Regions from separate parts of the Mus musculus genome. Here regions 1 and 2 are each linked to region 3. A link is a contact called in public Hi-C data. All regions are on one chromosome and are shown on one strand. Each heading gives the region's core, a stretch centred on a gene start, on an enhancer-like site or on the middle of the called end of the contact. The rest is flanking DNA. Distances are from core to core; before and after follow the strand shown. Region 1 holds the start of Atp6v0b (ATPase, H+ transporting, lysosomal V0 subunit B). Region 2 holds the start of Scmh1 (sex comb on midleg homolog 1). Region 3 holds the start of Zfp691 (zinc finger protein 691).

The links. A called contact is a pair of places that touch in the nucleus more often than the background predicts.
Region 1: a contact with region 3 is called in a Hi-C map of CD8 T cells, with 4 times the contacts expected there. The contact joins the promoter of Atp6v0b here to the promoter of Zfp691 in region 3. A contact is called at or near these places in 2 of 39 promoter capture datasets (hippocampal neurons and pre-B cells), 3 of 484 Hi-C or Micro-C datasets (B cells, CD4 T cells and CD8 T cells), 1 of 115 datasets of contacts at active chromatin or transcription factors (astrocytes) and 1 of 9 other capture datasets (liver).
Region 2: a Hi-C map of B cells shows a contact between it and region 3, with 5 read pairs. The contact joins the promoter of Scmh1 here to the promoter of Zfp691 in region 3. A contact is called at or near these places in 2 of 39 promoter capture datasets (liver and pre-B cells) and 2 of 484 Hi-C or Micro-C datasets (B cells and CD4 T cells).

What each region holds. Positions count from the first base shown.
Region 1 is chr4:117,884,105-117,888,651 of GRCm38.p6, forward strand. Atp6v0b (ATPase, H+ transporting, lysosomal V0 subunit B) reads right to left here and starts at 3,225. Exons shown (of 8, transcript NM_033617.3): 1 at 3,066-3,225; 2 at 2,486-2,534; 3 at 2,172-2,255; 4 at 1,964-2,041; 5 at 1,700-1,769; 6 at 1,525-1,576; 7 at 1,000-1,190; 8 at 226-537. The coding sequence starts at 3,132. The coding sequence ends at 511. It overlaps Gm12841 (predicted gene 12841), which reads left to right. Exons shown (of 4, transcript NR_168719.1): 2 at 1,649-1,784; 3 at 3,202-3,364; 4 at 3,983-4,187. Dph2 (DPH2 homolog) reads right to left here. Exons shown (of 6, transcript NM_026344.3): 6 at 4,539-4,547.
Region 2 is chr4:120,403,337-120,407,798 of GRCm38.p6, forward strand. Scmh1 (sex comb on midleg homolog 1) reads left to right here and starts at 2,012. Exons shown (of 18, transcript NM_001379185.1): 1 at 2,012-2,120.
Region 3 is chr4:119,171,393-119,176,295 of GRCm38.p6, forward strand. Zfp691 (zinc finger protein 691) reads right to left here and starts at 2,803. Exons shown (of 2, transcript NM_001145936.1): 1 at 2,746-2,803. Ermap (erythroblast membrane-associated protein) reads right to left here. Exons shown (of 13, transcript NM_013848.3): 13 at 4,065-4,903.

The DNA.
Region 1 (4,547 bases), core at 1,975-4,474, 1.3 Mb before region 3:
GGTCCAAAGACATAGGGCTAGGAGGATCTCAGAGCCCAGACTCTTCAATGAAGAGGTGCCAGCATTACAGCCAGCCTAGCACCCTGATCTGCCACCCAGGAGCCAGCAAGGTCCAGAGCAGAGATGATGTGTAGACAGAAAGTTACAGGAGGTTGGAGTGAGTGAACAGGTCCTCCCCTTCCTTTGTGAAAGGTGTCGCAAGGGGCCAACAGAAGCCTCACTGACTGGGACAAATACCAAGTTTATTTCACAAACACTAGGAAGATGGGCTGGATGGGGGTTGAGGGGGGCACAGGTGCACAGCTGTACACAGTCACCATCAGCAGCCCACTCCCCACACTGGGGTTCAGTCTGGACTGCAATGCCTCCAGAGTCAACAGGCAGCAAGAGGTGAGTGCAGGGGAGACCCTGAACACCAAGCCCCAGAAAGGCTGAGGGACACAGCTCCAGCTGTCCCAGGAAAACCAGCAATAAATAACAGTAGGGCACGGCCCCACCCATACAGGTCATCTAGTCACCCATCTTCACTCTGGAGGTCTGCAAAGGAAAAACAGGACAAATCAGGCAGGGACAGTGACCAGTGACAAGACCAGAACCAGCAGGCCAGTGGGTGGACAGACGGACAGACACACTATGACAGACAAACAGACATGGACAGTAACAAAGGAGCTCAGCTGTACAACAGAGAAGACAAGTCCCATGGACAGTGTTAGTGTCGCCAAGAGTCAGCCCAGTCAAGCACCCAAGTCACAAACTCACACACTGGAAAATATGAATTTAGACATGCTAGTCTACTGACAAGTGTGTCATACATACAGAACACAGACCCTGAGAGACAGAAACTCCACAAAGACATTTTCAGAGGCAGCCGAGGAAAGAGATGCTAATGGAGAGACTTAGGAAAGATGCGTGCATCTAGAGCAGGAGACAAAGGGGGACCAAGAGATGGGAAGGGGAAAAAAGGGAGGCACTTCTGTTCCTCTCTAGGGGGACTCGCACCTGAAGGATTGCAACAATGACCCCAAAGAGGCCAATGGCACTGCCAAAGATCTCCACGATGAGAATTTTTACAAAGAGGCTGGGGTTCTGTGCATCCGCCAGGGCGGCCCCACTGCCCACGATGCCCACGCAGACTCCACAGAACAGGTTGGACAGACCGACTGTGAGGCCAGCCCCAAACATGGAGTAACCTGGAGGATAAGAAGTAGCTCGTGAGGTGGAGGCAAGCAGGAGAGGAATGGTCCAGTGTGGGCTAGCAGGGCCAGTCCCACCCCAACTCTGCAGAGCTGAGACTCTCAGCTATGGAGCCAGGAAGCAGGAGTAAGTGTGTAAGGCCCAGGTGTGTACGTGTGGTAGAAGCAAGTGTGTAAGGCCCAGGCGTGTATGTGTGGTAGGGTGTCTGTCTCACTATGTCATTATGTAGTGCTGGCTGGCCTCTTAACTCACTTGGTGCTACCCCCGTCCCAGGACTGGGGTTAAAGGCCCAGAGCACCATGCCGAGTGAGCTCTATGTTACCCACTTACCTGCATGGTAGTTTCGATGGCCAATGGCCTTGGGCTCCGTAGCACTGAAAGGCTGTGAGGGGCAGAATAAGTCCTCAGAAGGCATTCCTTAATGCACCTACCTTTTCTTCCCTCCGATCTTTAGGGAAAGCATAGGCATTTCAATGGATACCCGTCCCCGCTGGTTTTCCCTTACCTCAGCCATGTTGCTGATGACAATTGCCATGATGATGCCATAGATGGCCACCGCTTCACAGAAGATAATACTGGCAACAGTGATGGTAAATGGTGGGGGAGGGGGAGGGAAACTCTTTAAGAAGGAAATCAGCCATTTCTGCAGAAAATCCCCAGCCAACTTTCCCTGACTCACATACACGCTACGATGAGACGGGTCACAAGCCAGCATGTCACCCGACCCCCATCGCAGCTAGTTTTGACATGCAGAAGCCTTTACACTTACCTAACCAAGTTCTTGGTTTTGATTCTGGGGGCTTTCACCCCACCCCCAATAATGGATGAGCCGGTTATATAGATTCCCCTGGTGAAGGGTAAGAAACTGATTAAAGGAGCCCAAGGAGTTGCTGTCCCCAGGATGATTAAGAACCCAGTGATGATTCCACCTGCCACGACTTGGCACCTCCCACTCGTCCCGCCACTCCAACACTCACCAGGCTGCTCCAACCACAGACAGAGAAATTGCTAGGCCAATGCCCAGATTCGACCACATGAAGGGGGAAGTTTCCGTCAGGAACCTGGTGTGGAAACAGGGAAGAAAGCTATTGAGCTATGGACAGGAAAGGGCAGGAGTGGGGAGGCCACACAAAACTCAGTGTCCACCCAGCTCCAGCCCACCAGTCCCAGACGTTGCATCTCTAGATTTTCTATTTCCCAAAGGTCCGTGTGTCTGAAGAGCTGGGCTGGGGCTCAGACCAAAGCAGGGAGAAGAGGCTCCTAGGAGAATCCTCTCCATGCCCTCCCTTACCATGCCACATCAAAGCGAAAGCCCAGGTCAAAGATGGTGTAGCAGATTCCTGAAGCAATGAGGAAAGGAGTTAAAGGGTTGCTCTTTCGAGACACAGTCCCCAACCTAGGAAAAAAAAAAAACTGCCCAACTGTCAAACTGTCAGCCACCTACATCTAGACAAGCGAAGAGTCCCGGAGCGAAACAGCACCTCCACCCAGGCCTCCATTTTTTTTTTTTTTTCGGCCACTCCCTAGGTAACCCGTCTTAATGACACCAAGCCCCTTCACGGGCCGGAGGGAACGGGCGCTGCGTCCAGGCCGCGCCAGATCCTGCCGGCCCAATCGCTGTTTACCCAACAAGCTGTGAATGGGTGGGGGAGGGCAAGGAGGAAAAAGGGGAAGCGGGGCGCCCAAATATGCGGCTCGCGGAGAGGAGGTCAGGAACCTGGCGTCGCGACCCTGGAATAGCCGGTGTGACTCTCGCAGCCCAGGGCCGGCCTCCTCCGTCGCGGGAGGGCACCGCGCGGGGCCGGCTCCGGCTGCCACCTGCCCCCCGCCCCAACCAGCAGGCCACCTTGGGCCGCCTGGGCCCCGCTCACCCACAACGACCATGCAGGCCCAGAAGGCCACAAAGATCCCGAGGTAGAGCAACTCCAGCCCCGTCATGGCAGCGGCGACGGCAGGGGTCGGATCGGTGGGACCTGAGCTAAACCGCGTCCACCGTCCGCCCCGCAGTCTGTCGGCCCGCCCCGCAGCGCCACCTGACCGGCGCACGTGATGCGCCGACCCCACGTGACCCCCGCGCACAGTGGCTGGCTGCCTGAGGCCGGGCCCTGGTAGACGTCATGCCGCGGAGCACTGTGGTGGTTGTAGTTTCGTCGGACGTTCTCCGTGACAGGTACTGGCTCTCCACCTGCGCTGCTGGTTCCCTAACTTCCCACCGGACTCCCAGTTTACTCACCAATCACTGCAGATCCTTCCGGTCTGTTCTAGTCCTGCCTAGTTCCTTCTGCTTGAAGCAGGATTTCGCGGTGCCTAGCTAATGCCTGCTGTTCATCGGAGGTCATTCTAGGTTGTCTTTTCCAACCCAGAGGTAGGGTGGAATGCCAGACGCGAACGCCCACGATGTCCAGGTGATCTTATAAGGCCATGCCATTCTCCTGTTCAAATTCCCTGTGGATCCTATTTCACTCGCGACAGAATGATCCATAGGATCCTAAAGTATGCAAAGCAGGCACTGTAACAGAGCTAAGCTCCAGGTCCCTAATAGACTACCCACCCTATCAGACGCAGCCCGCCCTTGCATCTGCCCCTCTCTCTTGCTTCCAGACTTTGCTCTCCTTCAAGCCCTTCCTTACCCATTCTGTTTAATATTCCAACCCCAATCTCCCTTTAACCAGTCCCCTTTCTTTTCCAGATTTGTGTTTTCCCATAATTGTTATCCCTTGATATAATTTTCCTCTGGTTCTTATCTCTGGTTGATATAGTACATTTTGTTTCTGACCACTCTCCCTAGGGGGCCGAAGCACCATGGTTCATGTTGGACTCACTACTGTTTCTAGCGCCTGACATACAGGGGAGTTCTCATAACATGCACACAGAATACATGATGGATGCTCATTTTAACCCAGTCCCCATGTCAGTTACAGCTCTGCCTTTACCATTAGCCTGTGTACTACATGATCTGGATGGTGCCAATATAAGATTCTTTTGCTAATGTGGACAATAAGTAAATTTTGTTTTCTTCTGGGATCCAATACACAAACACACACACACACTGGGAAACCCTAGGACCAACTCTCTGGTTTTTGTTTTGTTTTTTGAGACAGGATTTCTCTGTATAGCCCTAGCTGTCCTGGAACTCACTTTGTAGACCAGGTTGGCCTCGAACTCAGAAATGTGCCTGCCTCTGCCTCCCAAGTGCTGAGATTAAAGGCGTGCACCACCACTGCCCGGCCCATAAAACCAACTCTCTACCAAGGACAAGCACTCTATCAAGATATACCCCAACAACTCTACTTTGATTGAAGCACCCACCATGTTGACTGAGTCTTTGTTTAGGCCCAAATGTTCGTTTCACT
Region 2 (4,462 bases), core at 762-3,261, 1.2 Mb after region 3:
TCCAGGGTATCTGGTTTTCTGTAGAGGTCCTTGATCCACTTGGACTTGAACTTTGTACAGGGAGAAGGAAGGTCCATCCAGAGACTGCCCCACTTGGGAATCTATCCCGTATACAGTTGCCAAACCCAGACGCTATTGCAGATGCTAGAAAGTGCTTGCTGACTGGAGCCTGATATGGCTGTCTCCTGAGACGCTCTGCCAAAGCCTGACAGATACAGAGGCAGATGCTTGCAGCCAACTATTGGACTGAGCATGGGGTCCCCAATGAAGGAATTGGAGAAGGGACTGAAGGAACTGAGGGGGTTTGTAGCCCTATGGGGGGAGCAACAGTGTCAACTGGCCAGACCCCTCCCCCCCCAGCTCCCGGGGACTGGATCACCAACCAAAGAGTATACAGGGAGGGACCCATGGCTCCGGCCATATATGTGGCAGAGGATAGCCTCGTTGGACATCAGTGGGAGGAGCGGCCCTTGGGCCTTAGGGGTTTGATCCCTCAGTGTCGTGGAATGTCAAGGAGGGAAGGCATTGAGTGTGTGGGTGGGTGGGGGAGCACCCTCATAGAGGCTGGGGGAGCAGGGATAGGATAGGGGGTTTTTGGAGGGGAGACCTGGAAAGGGGATAACGTTTGAAATGTAATAAGGAAAATATCCAATAGAAGAGAGAGAGGAAAAAAAATTGAAGTTCTAGTGTAGATGTGCAAGGATCTGCCGTGCTTTGGCTTCCCTTCATTCTCTAACATTAACAGCATCACCACCAGATTCCCAGAGCCTCTCAGACTCTTGATAGCCATCCCTGCCACACCTTTGCTCTCAGTCTCTCCTCATCCTGAGAAGCCTTTCTTTGCAGCTTCCTCTAGGAACCAGATTGAATGAGCTTCGGGCTAAGTAAGGGCTGCTTTCCCGGAACTCTCTGGTTCTGGTGTGAGTTCCATAGCTGTGATAAAGACCCCTACCAAAAGCAACCTGGGAGAGGAAATGGTTTATTTGGCTTACACTTCCACAACATTGTTCATCTCTGAGGGAGGTGAGAACAGCAACAGGGAGACAGGAAATGAAGCTAGGCTATGGAGCAACATCCTTTATTGGCCTCTCTTTATACCACCTAGGACCACCTCTGCCCAGGGGTAGCACCTCCCACATCAATCATTAGACAAGAAAATGCCCACCCAGACTTTGCCTATAGGCCATTCTGATGGAGACTGTTATGCAACTGAGATTCCACCTTCTGAGATAAGAGTAGATTTGTTTCAGGCTGATAAAAATCAACCAGCATTTCCCTTAACACCTGACCTCCAGGCAAGAGCACAGCCAGTAAAATTGTGTGATCTTGGAGACGTAGCTCTCCCCCCCACCCCCATGAACTTCAGTTTCCGCGGGCTAAAACATAACGTTCTTGAGACACAATTGTGTGTGGGGTGGGGTAGCATCATTGGAAGGACCCTAGCCACTGTAGTACCTAGCACGCTAACATTCAAAGCCTACTACGGGGCAAAAGTGAAGGCCTGCTTTTGTTAGTCTTGTTGCACCTTTTGGGGCGCACTGGTTTTCTCCTCATAGTAGTTTTCCTCCCGCCTGCGCATTGGAAAGACTAAAGGTGCGAAGGAACTCTTTTAAGATTACTCCACAGCCGGCCACCAGCTGGGTGGGGGCTGAGGGCCGACGGGATTCGAACCTGGGACCTCAGAGGACGTCATTCACTTGTCTGGGAGACGCGAGCAATCCAGTGGGTCGCGGCTTTTTTTTTTTTTTTTTTTTTTTTTTTTTTTTTTTTAGGGCTGGCGGTCGCGAGGCGGGGGGAAGGCGCGAGGGGTCGCCCCTTCCCGCCGCCCCGCGCGCGCGCGCGAGAGAACCCAACGGCCGCGGCGCGCGCCACCTCGCGGCAGGAGTCTCTGGCGGGCGGGGCTGGGCAGCTCTCGCCCCCGCCCCCCGCCCCTCGGCCGCCGCCGCCGCCGCCGCCGCCGCCTCGGTGGAGCCCCCCGCCTCCCGCCGCCGCCTCAGCCGAGCCGCTCTCCAGAGCCGTCGCCCGCCCCTGCCGGCGTCCTCGCTCGCTCCCTGCGCAGCGGAAACATGGCGGCTGGATGGGAGTGAGCCGCCCGCGCCCCGCGCCGCTGTCGCCCTCAGGTAAGCGCCTCACTGCCACCCCCGGCCCGGTCCGGGCCCCTCAAGGCCCGCCTTACGGCCACGGGCTGGAGCGAGTCCCCGCCCGGTGACCCTGGTGTCTGTGTCCGCGGCCCTCCGGCGGCCGTGTCAACCCGGCCAGAACCCCGGCGGCCTGCGCCGCATCTGCTCGGGCCCAGTGTCCGGCGGCGGCCTGACGCGTCGGGGTCGGTCGGGGGCGCGGCGCGCGAGTCCCCGCACAGGGCCCCTTCCGAGCGGGGAGCAGGGCTTGGGGCGGAACCGGGAAGCCTGGCTCGGGCCCAGTGCGGGGGCTCTTTCGGGCTGCTGGGACGCGTCGCCAGAGAGATTCGCCTGGGTCCCAGCAGCGGAGCACCGGGGGTCGTGAACACAGTGGGCTTGGAGCTTTCTTCAGGGGTCCCGGGGCTGGGGGCGGGGTGGGGGAGACTCACTTGTGTCACCTGCCTGGAGCCGGGCAAACACCCGGCGGCTACAGAAGGTTTCGAACCTGAGACAGGGAACGGCGGACAACCTTAGAGCACAGCAGGGGAAGGAGTTCCCTAGTAGATAGGTGAACCCCAAAACATACCCCAAAGCGAAGAGATCTGAGAGTCATCCAGGCTCCCCCTACTCTTATCCTATTCGGGAAGGAAGTTATCTTTAAAAATTCCAAATAATACCCTAATAATTTGGCGAACCTTTTAGGACGGCTCTCCGTCCTAGTCCTAATAACCTTTCTAAAGTAAGGCCGTCCAGTCTGGTCCTGGATGGATTTGGTTATAGGTAGAAAGGAACGGCTGTCTCTCGTCTTTCTGCTTCGTTTCCTCTTGGGCAGCTGTTAAGAGTGAAGATAGTAATCGTGTCCCCTGAGTCTTATTTTGGCTAACTCCCAATTCCTTTAGTCTTTTTCTTTACTCTGGTCTTTGATCCGCTCCTTTGATGAGCACTGGTTTGCCCATATTGCCCCCACAGAAGAGCTTCTTGTGAGCAGAGAGACCAAGCTCAATCATTTCTAAGGGAAGAGCTTTGACCCTAAAGGACTGACCTTAAATAAAAAGTACTCTCCCTTCCTCATTTTCGTACTGCGTTGAACTTAGCGGGTGGGGGTAGGGAGGGGAGAGGGAAAAGCTGTATAGTAGTAGCATGTGTTCCCCCAAGCTAAAAGAGATCATCCTGTTTTGTGGTTTCTCTTCCTTTGAAAAATTGAACACTTCATCAAGTGAGCTAATGTATATCAAAAGATTGTACAGTGTAATATATCATGCAGATAAAAGAGCTTATTATTTTTGCTCTAAAAAGGACTGAGACCTAGATTGGTGCCAAACTGCAATTTAATATTTGCTTGGAGAGAGAACTGCCTTATGACAATGAACTCTGCTTTTTTTCCCTGCCAGCAGAAGGCCTCAACTTGCTGTGAAAAAAACACTTTCTGTTGCTCATTAAAAAAGCATTCCTTTTTTTTCCTTTTTTTTTTTTTAAAGTTTAATTCTTAGCCTTGGTGGTACGTAGGGTTAAAGTACTTAAAACGGATCTTTTATTAGTTTTTTAGACCTTTGCCTAAGCATCCCTGCAAACAAGTAATTTCTTAAGCCCATTAGGGAAGTGATGGCTTTGTAGATAAAATGCTAAGATCTGTGGCTGGGACCTCATTCAAGATCTGAGCAAAGTTTCACTGTTTTTGTAACTAAGGCAAGCGCATACCAGCAGTCAGAACTGTGTTTATCTTTGTACTTATGTCTTTGTTTTTTGAATTGGTTAGTGGTTTTTAAGTTTGTAGCACATAAGTCAAAATTTTAAAGGTGTTGCTTTTTAATTGTGTGTGTGTGTGTGTGCGCGCGCGCCCATGGAGGCTAGAGGAATAAGATTTCTCTACAACTGGAGTTATAGAGAGTTGTAAGATAACAGTTGGGTGCTAAGAGCTAGGCTTGGTTCCTCTGGAAGAGAGATACATGATCTTAAACATTGAGCTATCTCACCAGCTCCACACATGTCAGATTTTAATTTCTGGAATGTTAGTTTGTGCAAATACTGTTTCACTTTTGTGTAACTTGTTAAAGAATTATATGGTGCCATTCTGTACAGAACTGCACCCTCCAGGGTAAGGATTCAAAACTGGGAAAACTCTGATATGAACATTACAATGAAATTTAAACTTGCTGTATTGTAACCTTTATACTTATATACTACCATGTGTCAGGCATTGAGTTATGTATGGTGTAGACTGGACACACAGATAAGTGGGACATTTGTAACATTGTGGAGCTGGACCAATGTGGTGCTTACACAGGCTAGCTCAATAAAAGTTAAGCACTGCATGGAGAGTGAGGGCTTTTGAACTAGCCAGGCTT
Region 3 (4,903 bases), core at 1,553-4,052:
TTACTTACAAGGCCCAGCCTGAATAGTCTTATGCTCTGCCAACCCATTCCTCTCTAGACCTTTCTGTAATCTTCCGACAGGTTAACAACACCTACAGCAGGGCTTGAGCTCTGTCTGCCATTGTGGATCAGTGCCAGCTTCTCACAGATTCCTGCACACACAGCTAAGCTCTTAAATAACACACAGCTGGAGTCATGCTTAGCTATAGTTACATTCCATCACACCACACACAGGACCAAACACACTGACATCAGTTATCCATACCACGTGCCCATTCATGTCACACATATAACCAACATACTGACATCAGACATATAGACCACATTCACATCCATATCTGATACAGCCACAAAAAGTATACATGCCGCCCACCCACAGTGACCTGACTAGGAGGTACAGAAGGCCAGAGTATATCCAGAATTCTTGTCACGCTTTGTGTCTAATCCCACCCACTGCTAAGATTCCTCGGCAATCTCCTGAGTTGCGCCCACTTTCTCCTTTGTAACAGAACGTTGTGCTTGTTCATATGCTTACTTTTTTCACACATCTGTTCTCAGTAGTTCTTTCTAAGCAGCTTAAGGGACTAGGTCATTGTAGTAGCTTTCTGTAGCACAAGGCTGGGTGCTCAGTTGATTTTCTGAATGAGAGATGAGATGGATGAAAACTCTCATCTCTGCCCCTGTTGGCTCTGCCTAGGATTTCAGGATCTAATAATATACAAGAAGCAATGTAGCCTCCACTAATTATTTTTAAATAGGGTTTCTCTATGTAACTGTGGCTGCCCTAGAACTCTTTATGTAGACCAGGCTGGCCTTGAACTGACAGAGATCCACTTGCCTCTGTCTCCTGAGTGCCACCATGCATGCCCAACTGTGTATTCTTTTGTAAAACTGCTGAGACCATATAATTTACCCAATCTCTCTCCAGGGCGGAATGTTGGGTAAATATAAGAGTAGGAGGTCAGCAAGGCAGAGTGGCACAGGCATTTAATCCTGGCACTTGGGAGGCAGAGGCAGGCAGATCTCTGTGTGTTCAAGGACTGCTGGATCTACGTAGTGAGTTCTGGAACAGCCAGAGCTACATAATGAGACTCTGTCTCAAACACTAAAACAAACAAACAAACAAATTTTTTAAAAAAGACTGAGTTGGGGCTGAAGAGCTGGCTCAGTGGCTCAGAGCACTTGGTGCTCTTGTAGAGGACTCAGATTCAGTTCCTAGTACCCAGATCAGGTAGCTCACACCTGCCTGTAGTTCCTGCTACAGGTTCTGGTCTCCACAGGCACCTGCACACATGTGGTGCACATACTCAGGTGCACACACATACATATAATACATTTTAAAAACTGAGCTGAAAAAAAAATGACTCGGTAGGTAAAGACACTACCGACCAAGTTGAACATAATATGCAAGGTTAAGTTCCAGGGAACAGGCAGTACATACACCCATTCTTTCTGGCCAGCACTGCATATGGCATATTACACAGTAGCCCATAACAGCTCATATTTTTTAAAGGTCCTACAGAGCACTCGACCTAGGGCTAAGCGGTCCAATGCACCATCTCAATTCATTTTTACAGCACCTCTGCCTCCCGAGTGCTGGGGTTGAAGGCATGAGCCGCTACATCTAGCTCAACTATTAATTTCTCATACTTACTTTAGAAATGATGAAACTGAAACTCTGAGAAATCAAGTCACGTGCCTAAGAGCACACAGTAGGTGGCAAAACTGAAGCCCAAGTTGATTCCTCCAAAGCTGAGGTTTTTAACCATTCCACCAGGACTGGAGGTAGAGACGGTGCTACGGCACTTAGGAAATGAGAAGGCACCTCTCTGAAGAGGGCAGGGAGGGAGCTTCACTGAAGAGGTGAAATTTAAACTATGACTTGCAAAATAGACAGATGAGCAGGACCAAGGCTGGCAGAGACGGAGAGTCCATCCCTGACTGAAAAGGCAGTGTGGAAATAACACAAAGTCACCTTGCATTACAAAGATCGGAGGGAGAAGAGACCTAGTGCATGTGGGGTTTTCTTCCTCGGAGCTCAGCAGCACAGAGTCGCCAGCAAGAGTGCGGAGGAGGGATGAGTTCTAAGAACAAGGCAAGAAGATGAGGCTTGGTGATCACAGACGATGAAGGACAAGAGCCTGGATTAGAAGGAAGAGACCAAGCTGGGGTCCGAAAGATTAAAGTTCTAGATCCGGGTTCGAGTCAAGGGTACCGGGAGTAACTTGGAAGGACCGGGGACAGAGTGTGAAAAATTAAGGAAGCACTCACCGGAGCTACATAGCGATTCAGAGACGGATCATCAAAGGAGCCAAAGAATCTGAGGTGGCCTGGGAGAGGGGACAAAGGCTGCAGCAGTGTCCAAAGAGCCTAGTTAAGTGGGGAAGGAGGATAAAGCTGGAGGAGTCAGCTGGGAAAGCTGAAGGACGAGAGTTGGGTTCAGAGATGTCCATGAGGTTGGGACTGGAGCTGGAAGAGTACAAGGGGCGACTCTAAAGACACGGTGTGTGGGAGGGGCATGGAGTGGTCCAAGGCCAACAGTAAGGCAGGGAGGGTAGTAAGACTGGGTCATCCGAGGACTGGGGACGTGATCGCAGCGGAGGGACACACGGTACCCGGCGGCCTTTGGGACTCGCAAAACAGCAACTTCCCAAACATCAGCCTTCAAGGCCTTCGCAAGAGCGAAGGGGCCAGGCTCGAAGCGCCCCGTGCCTCGCGTTCGCCTCCCCCATAACCCCCACGTCACCTCTACACAGCCGCGACCCACTTCACTCCCGCGGCTCGGTCAGGGACAGCGGCGCCTCGGTGGGCGGGGGAAGGAGCCGGAGCCGGAACCCAGAGAGGATCCGCCTTCACAGCGTTCGGATTGGATCCTGGGAACGTTCTTCCTCTCTATTGGCTATACTAACTGTCACACTGCACAAGACCTAGTAGGACGGCCAATAAACATTGGTTTAGTGCGCGGCATGCTGGGAGTTGTAGTTCGGAGGTTTGCTTCGCTGAAAACATTTGCCCAGTTCAGAACTCAGCGGTGAAGCTGTCATCACTTCTAAGGTCATCAGGTTTCTTTTCTTTTTGTCTTTTGAAGCGGTGGCCCTCGATAGAAACCTCGCAGTTCATTTAAAGTTTATAGTTTAAAATTAAAAGGACATGTACCAGGAAAGGAATTTAAAAATAAAGTAGTTCGATCTCTTTGTCCGAGAAGCTAAGTGTCCTCTCCCAAGGAATGACCTCCAGCCAGGTCGGCCAGTGGCCCAACGTAGGTTTTGGTTTTTTTTTTCTGTGTCCTATGTGATCCTGTTAACCCAAAAGTCTCGCATCAATCTGGATATAATAGACCAGTAAGTTATCCAGAGATGGTTTTTGTTTGGTTGGCTGGTTGTTGTTTTTCCCAGATTTTATTTTGAAGAACAATAAAGATTAAGAACTTGAAAGATAAAGAGGATAAAGAAAGTTGATGTGTAAGCTAACTACGAGCTTTTCCTGTTTGTGTGGTCTTTCAATGGTTGTCTTTGTAGCTGGTAAAGCTTTAGAGCTAGTGATGACCCGGTGATTAAGAACACTTACAGCTCTTTCAGGGGACCTGGATTCCCAGCGCCCACATCAGGTAGTTTATAACCACCTGTAACTCCAGATCCAAGGGATCCAATGCCCAATTCTGGACAATTTGAGAACCTGCACACAAGAACACACACTCACACACACACACACACACACACACACACAAAATCAGGAAAGAAAAAAGAGAGGGTCAAGTTTTATAATCCCACCTCTCTCCTCTATAAAATTCCTAGCACAACTATTGTAAGGATATAAGGACTGAGTGGATAGACAGACAGTCAGACAAATAGGCAGACACACAGACAAACATTTCCTGCTTCTACAAATAGCTCTATTCTCTATTGGTAAATTCTCTCAATAGGTAAGACTAGCATGAGTTAGTTAGCCAATAGGATTGGCTACTCAAGCAATTATGTTTGGAGCTGAGGATGTGTGTGACGTGTAAGTATCTATTACACACTATTAGTTTATAAATTGATAAAAATAAAACATCAAAAGTCAGACTCAGGAGTAAAACTGGGTTTATTATGAATGATGTCTAAAGTTTGCTTGAATTGTGGCTGAGCTATTCAGAAACCAACCCCGTAATGTGTTTTCTCCACAGCCTCTTTCATAATGAAGACAACATACCAAGCAATAAGTATTAAAGGGTATATTTCATAACTGTACAAAGACAAACAAAATATTCTTTTTGGGTACTGTAATGGCAAATTTTACATATCACTTTGACCCGTCACAAAGGTCCCAGACACTTGGTCAGACATCACATTTGGTGTCTCTGTGAGAGGAGCTTGGACGAGATTAGCATTTAATCAGTAGCCTGAGTAAAGCAGTCACCCTCCTTAAGTCCAGTGGGAGTCATCTGACCAGTGGGAGTCATCCAACCAGTGGGAGTCGTCATCTGACCAGTGGAAGACCTTAGAAGAGTCTCGCTGCCTGTCGGGCTTTAGACGGATATCAACTCTTTCCCTACCTTACACTGCAACTAAAACTTGTCTCTTTCTAGTACTCTGACCTGCCAACTTCAGTCTCGTATTTATTTTCTGTCTCTATCTCTTACTGTGTCTGCATGTGTGTGCGCGCACACACACACACACACACACACACACACACAGTTGGTTCTCTTTCTCTAGGGAACACTAATATAGGCTCTATTGGAAAGAGCCTGTAGCAGATCTAGTTCCTGTAGAGTCCAGCTGCCTTCCCATCTGCAAATCTGTAATTAATAACTCCACAAACAGGCCGAAACACATATGTGGGTATGACTTGAAAGTGCCTTGCCTTCTTTCCCCAATCCACATCCAAAACTTGGATTCATTATTTAAGTATTTAATTTAAAAAGC